3 separate regions of the Mus musculus genome follow, and all the other regions are linked to region 1. The links are chromatin contacts, called in public Hi-C maps. All regions are on one chromosome and are shown on one strand. The core of a region is the stretch at or near the end of the contact, and the rest is flanking DNA. Distances in the headings are between cores, read along the strand shown. Region 1 holds the start of Acvr1c (activin A receptor, type IC). Region 2 has its middle 25 kb from the start of Gm13546. Region 3 holds the start of Acvr1 (activin A receptor, type 1).

The links. A called contact is a pair of places that touch in the nucleus more often than the background predicts.
Region 2: a Hi-C map of Th1 cells shows a contact between it and region 1, with 4 times the contacts expected there. The contact joins the enhancer-like site here to the promoter of Acvr1c in region 1. A contact is called at or near these places in 4 of 39 promoter capture datasets (the 3T3-L1 cell line, embryonic stem cells, hippocampal neurons and 1 more), 5 of 484 Hi-C or Micro-C datasets (Th1 cells, brown adipocytes, cerebral cortex and 1 more), 3 of 115 datasets of contacts at active chromatin or transcription factors (forebrain, neural progenitor cells and thymic regulatory T cells) and 2 of 9 other capture datasets (adipose tissue and pancreatic islet).
Region 3: a contact with region 1 is called in a Hi-C map of cardiomyocytes, with 2.2 times the contacts expected there. The contact joins the promoter of Acvr1 here to the promoter of Acvr1c in region 1. A contact is called at or near these places in 2 of 39 promoter capture datasets (hippocampal neurons and liver), 4 of 484 Hi-C or Micro-C datasets (cardiomyocytes, cerebral cortex, cortical neurons and 1 more) and 1 of 115 datasets of contacts at active chromatin or transcription factors (forebrain).

What each region holds. Positions count from the first base shown.
Region 1 is chr2:58,356,334-58,359,258 of GRCm38.p6, reverse strand. It overlaps Acvr1c (activin A receptor, type IC), which reads left to right and starts at 1,501. Exons shown (of 9, transcript NM_001111030.1): 1 at 1,501-1,651. The coding sequence starts at 1,579.
Region 2 is chr2:58,187,438-58,190,451 of GRCm38.p6, reverse strand. It overlaps a transcript of Cytip not described here. Among named protein-coding and RNA genes, the nearest start is that of Gm13546, 25 kb to the right of the region's middle. Within about 2 kb of position 1,346, at least 27 of the 459 cell types and tissues checked have an H3K27ac peak or open chromatin away from gene starts, as enhancers often do. A contact at or near this core is called in Th1 cells and thymic regulatory T cells, where this site is marked.
Region 3 is chr2:58,565,564-58,568,403 of GRCm38.p6, reverse strand. It overlaps Acvr1 (activin A receptor, type 1), which reads left to right and starts at 1,576. Exons shown (of 12, transcript NM_007394.3): 1 at 1,576-1,617. It also overlaps a transcript of Upp2 not described here.

The DNA.
Region 1 (2,925 bases), core at 252-2,751:
GCAACGCCACAGTATACTGGGCTTTTCTTGCTTAATTTTTTTTAAGTGTCTAGTTGTGGGTGTCTGGAAGGGCTCAGATGTGTACCACATCTCCATTTTTTTTTTTTTGGGGGGGGTTTGGATCCAGGATGAAATGAGCATGAAGTCTTTTTATACTCTGGGATGTTTTGATTCATCCTCCTTGGTGGTACAAAAGTCCCCCAGGACTGCCACTCTCGTGCTTCAAAGTCCATCACGCATCCCGCCTCCAACAGAGCCATCATCCTTTGACAGCGAAGGCATCTTTACAGAGTTTTCTCAAGCTTCAGAAAGAACGTTTGCCGTTTAGTGCTGAGATAGGTGAAGAGGTATCTCTTACTCTAAAGAAATTAATTGATGTGACTCAAGCGCTTCGGAGGAGCCTTCTACCACCAGTGATAGCACAGGCTTTGTAGTCTTGGTTTTGTGTGTCATTCAAATGAAAACAATCCCATTCACTTTCCCTTTCAGGCTGCATGAGTAAATGGAGTTTATATTTGTTTCTATTTAATTGGTGATGGCTACTTTTATATCTTGGGGCCCGGATCTGGATGGGAAGCAGCCATTTGTTAGTAAGCTTTTGCAGGAGGATGCAAGTTTGGTGGTGGTGGTGGTGGTGGTGGTGGTGATGGTGAGCAATTCTCCTTTTTCTTTTCTTTAACTACCTCCCTCCTCCAGTTGCTAACTCTGTAACTGCAGAGATACCTTCTACGTGTCTGTGTCTGTGTCTGGTCCTTTACTTCCATTCCTCATTATAGATGGCTATGCCACCTGGCACAGTTGTCTCAGCTTTGTGCATCGTTTTTATAGGGCACATGAAGTCTTGAGATGAGGACAGGAATGAATGGAGTTTGTTTGGTAAAACAGAGCTGTGTGGTCTGAAGGCAATGGTGCTTGGGGTCCTTTTCAGGGAGTCACAGAGAGAGAGAGCACTTTCACAGACCCAAGAGCTGGGGTTGTCAGGGTGGGGCAGGTCTGGAGGAACAGCCTGTGGTGTTGTCATGGCTCAGGCTAGTTACATTTAGGGGACGAATAAATGAATGTGGAGAGATCTAGAAAGGTGGATCTTCTGTAGGAGACTGTAGAGAAAGCAGCTGCTGCCGTCCTACGTGTCTTTAAAGTCTCAGCTGGGCTTTGCTCTCCTTCACCCACTCCCCCACTCCCACCCCCACAAGGAAAAGCTAATCTCGGGGACCTGGCGCGGCCCGCTTCTCTTCGCCCACAAGAGGTGTCACCTCCCCGCCACCCCTCCGCCCTCGGTCTCCTGCCCCGCCCTCGGGAGGGTGGCTGGCAGCCGTACCCGTGGAGGCGCGGCAGGGGCGGGCCCGGTCCCTCGAGGCAGCCCGCGGGGCCAGTGGCAGGAGCGGCGCGCCGCCAGCCGCGGGGGGCGTGGGATGGGGGAGGCGGCGGAGGGGAGCGCCCGCTGTCACTAGAGCCAACCGCGCACTTCCGAAGGGTGTCGCGGCTGCGCTCCCCTCCCGCGCCCCGGGAACTTCAAAGCGGCCCGCGCTGCGGGCTGCGCTCTGGGACCCCGAAGCCTTGCACCGCCGCCGGGTGGCCATGACCCCAGCGCGCGGCTCCGCACTGAGCCTGGCCCTCCTGCTGGTGGCCCTGGCCGCCGACCTTGCGGCAGGTATAGTGGGTGTCTCTTTCCCAAGCTAGTGGGGGTGGCAGTGGGGGCGGTCTGCGGGTGATCAGAGGTGACGGAAGGTACTCTGGGCCAGGTGGCCGTCCGGGAAGCCTAATGGGGAAACATCAGTGGGCTGAGAGCGCGTAGGGCAGGGCGCAGCGTGGGCACCTGATGTCTGGCAGCCGTGGGTGTACAGGTGTTTGGGGGACGAAATCATCAAGGGAGGAAAGGAGACAGGGACGTGGGGCTTGGAGAGTGGGACTGAGGTGGGTGATTAATTTGAGGACAGTTTGCAGCAGAGGGAGTAGGGGAGCATTTGTAGGTGCTTGCTTGGCTGGGATCTGGGAGCCACTACTTCACACTGCAGAGACTTGGAGGGGTGCAGGTGCGCTCTGGGGGTGGCACTGTGTGGAGCCCGAGAGAGACGCACCAAGGGTGGGAGCATGGTGGGGGAGGAGTTGGCAACTTAGTCTGAGTTTTCGGAGGTGAAGTATATTCCAAAGGCCATTGGTGTCAATCTCGGGAGGCAGGAAAGGGGCTTACGTACGCGTAGCTCACAATGCATGTTGCTTTCGAGGTATGATTTTTTTTTTTTAAATTCAGTTTCCGGAAGTGGGGGTATGGCAAGCGTCCCAGCGTTTATAACAGGTCTGTGTTGCGATAGGCTAAATAGAGTCCTCGACCCGAGCTAGAATCCAAACGTTTCTTTTACGATGTTTACTAGAAACTGAGGCAAATGTATCTTTGCTTAAAAAAAAAAAGTCTGCTCTGGAACTATACTCTGTACATTGCCCTGGATTTCAGAGAACAGGGACAGGTTCCAACCTAATTCATTCTTTAAAAATTTCAACCAGACATTAAAGACATTTGTACATTAAAAAAACAAAACAAAACAAAAAAAAACCCCCAAAATCCCAAAACAACCTGGTGTTTTTCCATAAAGCAGTACTTTGTCCGAAGCTGATTTTGATGCTTTTTTTTTTTTTTTTTTTTTTTGCAGATGACAATCTGTTTGACATTAATAGCTATACTCAGGGTGGGTAGTTTCCTCGTGGCGACATGTGCAAGAGATTGTTTTGAGTCGTATGATTGCTGTCATGTACAGATTTCAGATGGCCTGAGAGAATTACCAAGAACAATATTCAAGTTAAAAAGCGATAATTGGAGAGAATTAAGTGATAAAATTGGAGGATGAAAACATTTTAGCCATCTTTAGGAAAGCAATCACTCTACTGCAGCCAGGAGGATGATGGTTGGGGGGCGGGGTGTCGGAGCTT
Region 2 (3,014 bases), core at 97-2,596, 170 kb after region 1:
ATTCCTCTCTACCTCAAATTAGAGTCAAAATTTAAATCCATTGCTCTCCTATTCTATAACCTGTTTTCACTCTTGTGACTCTGCGTTTCTGAGTCCTGTCATCGTCAAATCTTCATAGCTTGATCTTTGATTTAGAGTTTCTGCTTCATCTTGTTGTCTAAATGTCATGTTAATAGCCAAGGGACTAATTCCAGTCTTTCTTGTGATTCTTCAGCTCATGATGTTTCTACTTTTATTAATGAGTTTACTATATAGTCAACTTGCCAGGAGCACAGGTATTAGAAGTAACATTTTCTCTTCTAATCACTTAAACTTTGCCAAGTTTATCTTTTCTTTTGGCAGATCCTTGAGGTGTTGTCTTTCTATAGTAAACAGAAACACAACACAATTCAGTTTTATGAAAGTTTCAATCTCAGCCCATTTAAAGGTATCCACTCCAAAACTGTGAGTCAAACACAAGCTTTTGGGTGGAAGATAGTGGTGTGTACACAGTCTGGGATACAGCGTGTGATTAGCTCAGGGCTCTCCTTTCCAAGTCTTTTTCTTTCCTTAGAGATGTGAAGGAGGATTGCCCAGGCTATTTTAGGTGCATATATGGAAGCTAGTACTGGCTCTTTTTCTTACAGGTTTGAGAATGCTTTTCTTATTGGCTCAGTGGTGAGAGGTTTGCCCTTGGGAGCAGATGGAAAACTTGAGCAGCACTTCCTTCCTGTCTCCACCCAGGCTGTCTTTCCCCCACCCCCTTCTCAGTCTTCTTTAAGACTTGACTGAAAACGAGAAGGGCAGATTTGGGGTGGGAGTTGAGAGCAGAAGAGCCATTGCCCTGGCTGCCTTGCTCTGGGTATTCTCATCTGTCCGTTATTTTAATCCTGATGTCACGACTCCATGTGCCCAAGTGCATTTATGAACCGATGTTGAGTGATGTAAAATTGAATCTTTCTGATGTTTATAAGACACTGTCAAGAGAACAACAATGCAGATAAATATCGGTGTGCACATCTATACTTATAGCATGTGTAGACAGAACCAGGAGGATTTAAATGTTGAGCCGTGCCTGGGCTATATAGTAAGAACCTGTTCCTAAAAAAAAAAAAAAAAAAAAAAAAAAAAAAGGAAAAAGTCAGTTACAAGTTGAAATCTATTCTGAGAACCCATAGAACTCAATAGTGAGAATACAATTTGGTATTCAAGAGGATGAAAAACACATCCCCCAAGAAGAGATTAATAGAAAACACTCAATATTTCACAATTGCCTTTAAACCCTTCACCCTCCCACACACACGGAGGTACAATCCCCAAACACTGACCCAAAACATCTTCAGGCAGTGAATTAGAGCAACAGAAACCTTTATTGACTCCTGGTGGCCATTCAGAATAGCACAGCTACATTGGAGGAGTCTAGCAGCTTCTTGCTAAACTAGATACAGTCTTAGCATAAAATCCAACAACTTGTTACTTGCTGTGTTTTAAATCAGTTGAAAGTCATGCCCTCCACACACTTGCACAAGTATGCACACATGCATATGTTTGAGGAGTTTGGTTCAGAAGTGGAAAACACTGAAGAGAGTACAGTAACCTTCAGCAAGTGAATGAATAGACAAATGATGATAGACATATTTTATTTAGAGATAAAGTGAACAGCTATTTTTATTGGGTAGGAAAAATACGGGGGAAGACTTAACAGCATATTACTAGATGAAATGAGACAATATGAAAAGGTTTTGCACACACACACAAACACACACACACAGAGCAATATGACATTGTGATAGAGGCAATACTAGGGTACAGTAAAGGTTAGGGCTTAGGCAGGATGCAAAAATCAATGAGATGGAACCTAGGACTTTTAGAGTAGTGAAACCATTTTGTGCAATGCTACAATGCTGATTGTCCATAATTATGAATTTGTCAAAGCCATAGAATGTGGAACAGCAAGTGTGAATGTATGGTAGTATGAACTCTGGACTTGGAGTGATGATAGCGTGTCCTACACCACTGTGAGGCAGGATGCTGGTAATGGGGGAGGCTGCCCACCAATGGTGACTGAACACATGGGAACTCTCTCAACTTTTCACTCACTACCTTCTTGCAAGTCTAAGTCTGACTTAAAAATTAAATATATTAAAACTTATCTGATATAAATAATACTATTATAGTTATCCAGACAGAGCAGACTCCATCATTTGGGACAGAATGATGTTATAGAACTCCACTCCTTGGACAGAGGTTGACTATAATAGCATAGGCGTTATTTGATTGATCCTCTACTTGCTGCAAATATTTTATTTACTTTTTTGTTTGTTGGAGATGGTGTCCCAGTGTGTAGACCGCACTGGCGTTTCACTCATAGAGAGCCATCATCCTCTGCCCTCTGAGTGCTGGAAATAGGAATGGCCACCACTACATACAGCTCTGACTGTGTTTCATTCTGAGGTGACTGGGCAGGAGCTCAGAAGGTGCAGAGAGCCCTTCCCTTCCCGGAAACCTGATCCTAGACAGAAAGCACACTGTACCTTCCATGTTACCAAGAACTGTACATTACATTTAACCGTTCTGAGTGATGCAATTCTACAATGACTGTTACACAGAAAAAAAAAAAAAAGGTAGTCCCTGCAATTCCATTTTCTTAGAAAACGTCTGTGTTCATAACTCGAGTTGGCTTTTAAAGTAGGTTAGGAGAACCAGAAACCACCAGAAGTTGAAGCTGGCAAGTTAGACAGAGTGAGGGTAGGATCATGTGTATTTTGCAAATTGTTTATAGCAAACACAGAGATAACCACGGGACGTAGGACTTAATTCAGATAAAGTTGGGAGAAGAAAGAAACGGGGTAGTAAATGAGTTAGAGAAGAAAGGTCAGATTGCCATGCATGGTGAGAGGTGCAGCAGGCGATCACACATCTGAAGCCAAAACAGAGCTAGGCAGGTGCTTAGAGTAAATAAACTCCACAGAATATTGGCTAGCTACTCAAAGCAGGGCAGCACACAGCATGACTGCAGAAATGACCAGCACACA
Region 3 (2,840 bases), core at 327-2,826, 210 kb before region 1:
CCTGAACTTTCCTCGCCTGATCGCCACCAAACATAACTACAAGGACCCTCTAATGAACGATCCAAACACAAAAGAACCAAAAACCTTCTCTGCCTTTTTGCTTACACAACACCTGAAGGCTCTTTTCTAGCTGTTCCTTGTACACACACGCCTGTAAAGCTAGCTTGTTTGCAGCTTTTGCAAAGGCCCGATCTTCCACTTCCTTTGCAACCTTCTGCAGTGTTGCAGCCAGCGACCCAATAAATGCCCTCTACATGAAAGGACCTGTAGGGATAAAAAATACTTTATGTTTTCCCCATTTATTGGTGTCATGATTTTACTCTTGCTTTGTGATAGGACTGTGCATTATAAGCTTCTAGAGGGCAGAGAAAATGGCTTGCTGCTTCCAAACACTAAGCGGGCACCATGCAAAATTTGATCCTTGCATGCCTTTTTTGATGCTCCAGATAATATTAGCACACTGGGGTGTTTTTGTGTTTCTAAGGACCAAAGTTGTCAGCCTCTCTGCGGCGGAGAATGTTCCTTCCTTCCTACTGTAAGCTCCCGTGGCGCCTAGGACAGGGCGGGATTTTTGCAGAAGCCCCCCCCCCCCCCACCCCCCAGACTTGCTTATTTTTATTACCAAGGAAGCCGACTGCGAAAATGGCAAACGCTTGCATAACCCTAGACCCTGCGAGGAAATGAGCATAGTGGAAGGGGATCAGAAGACAAGGCAACGATGGCCTGGCTGAGGCGGAGCATTGAGTATCCACCCCTGTGCCTGACACGCAGGGCTGGAGATGAGTGCAGGAGCCCCCGCAGTTCCCGGCTCGGCTGCCTGCTGTCCGCCCGCCCCGCGCCCCGGGAGCTGTCCAGACGGCCCCGCCCGCGCCTACCTGGCCGCTCCCCGTGCCGCGCGCCTCCCCCGCGTCCCGCCAGCCCGGCTCGCAGCAGCCCACAGCCCGGGCGGCCCGAAGGGTCGGGGGTCGGGGGCGGCGGGCGAGCATGGCTAGGCGGGCGGAATCCCTGGGGCCGGGCGCCTGCAGGGGGCGCGAGGAGCGCCCCGCCCCGCCGCCGGCCCTCTCCCTCCCGGCTCCCTGGATCCGCGCCGGGAGGAAATGATGTGTTGCTGCCTGGTTAATCACAGCTCCAGACACTCATTGGCCGAGCGCTCCGCAGCCACTTCCTCCTCCTCCTCCTCCCGCTCCTCCCGCTCCAGCTCCCGGTCGCCGCCGCCGCCGCCGCCGCCCCCAAGCGCTGGGGGAACTTTGCCGCCGCCGGCTCCCCGCCGCCCCCAGCCGAGCCCCGCGCCGCCGCAAGTTTCCTCCGCCCTCCTCCCCGCCCTCCGCCTCCCGCCCCGCGACAGCCGTCTCCCCGGCTCCAGCCCGGTGCCTGCCGCCAGCCTGCGCCCCGGCCCCGTGGCCGCCAGCCTCCCGCCCCGCGCCGCGCCGTGCCGCGCCGCGCTGCACTCCGCCGCCGCCGCCCGGGCCACCCGCCCGCGGCCCGCGGAGTTCCGGGCTCCACGCCGGCTGCAGCGCCCCGCCCCGCCCCGCGCCCTCCCGCGCCGCCTTGCAGCTCCCGGTCGCCTCGAGCTCTCCGCCTCCCCGGGTTCAGCACCCGACCGCCGCTGGACCAGAGGTGAGAGCAGGTCGCCGGCCACGCCGCCGGAGCTGGGGACCGAGGGAGGAGGGAGCTTAGCTGGAGGCGAGACCGGGATCGGAGGTGGAGGGTGGGCGTCTCGGTGCCTCCCCCTCGCTTTCATTCTTTCTCCGGCAAGCTGCGTGCCCTCTCGACGTGGGGGGAAGCCGCGGCGGAACGAAACCGACTTGCTTAGGGCCTTGGCTGCCGGTGGGATCCGGGGTGGACAGAGGCTTGGAGTAGGGGGTTCGGGTGTGCGTTGGATGAACTCCTGCAGGGTGTGCGCCTCGGACTTATAAATCGATCTGGCCTCACGGCCCCGGGCTCACCTTCTAAGCTGAGCTTGGCAGACTAAAGAGATTGGCCAGTCACCCCCACCCACAAAATATCCATCTCTTCCAAGAGGAATTTTCTGCTGGAGAGACAGCCAATAAACTCTGTTCAACTCCCTCCCTCCCTCTGTCCTTCCTAGCTGCAGTTTCAAAAAGCTTCAAAGCCAGGAATGTGGGATTCATCTTCCGATCCCCAGAAGGCAGATGTGGTTACAGATGTTGCATAGTACTTTGCCAAGTTTAAAACCCTTCCTTCGACACTAACCAAAACAGTGAGGCTAGAACCTTGGGCGCGCTGGGGAGAATTGTGGGCCTGTGGGTTCACTACGTGCATGGACTTCTGTCTGGTTCAGAGACTGGCTTGGCTCTGTCCAGTTTGTGCCAGTTACGTCTCCCACCCTTCCCTACCTCCCTCTTCCCCTGGAGATCTGAACGTACCTTGCACGGCAGAGGAGCTATGGAGGAAGGTACTTGGGCAAGAAAACACCCATTTTTGTTGCAGAAGAAAAGTGTGTTGGTTAAAAAGTTGCCATTAATTTGGTGTTTGGAGAGAGACGGACGGTAATGCATTGGATTTGCTCTCTTTATTGGCTTTTCTTCTTTGCGGTTTGTGCGATTGGTGTGAGATGATGGGAAACGTCTCTGGTCCCATACATGTTTAATGCGATTGCATATATATATATATACATACACATATATATGTTTTTTGTTTGCATAGATATATAATTTCTGAAAAAAATCCCTCAAATAGAAACATAACGCAGTGATTTTAAAGGATCCAGTTCTTGAGAGGCAGACTGCTCTGACAGCCCAAGGGAAGGCGGTGGCAAAAAATAGACACCACCTCCCTTTTCCCCAAAAAATTCTTCCTGGAAAGGTGGTGTTAAGAAA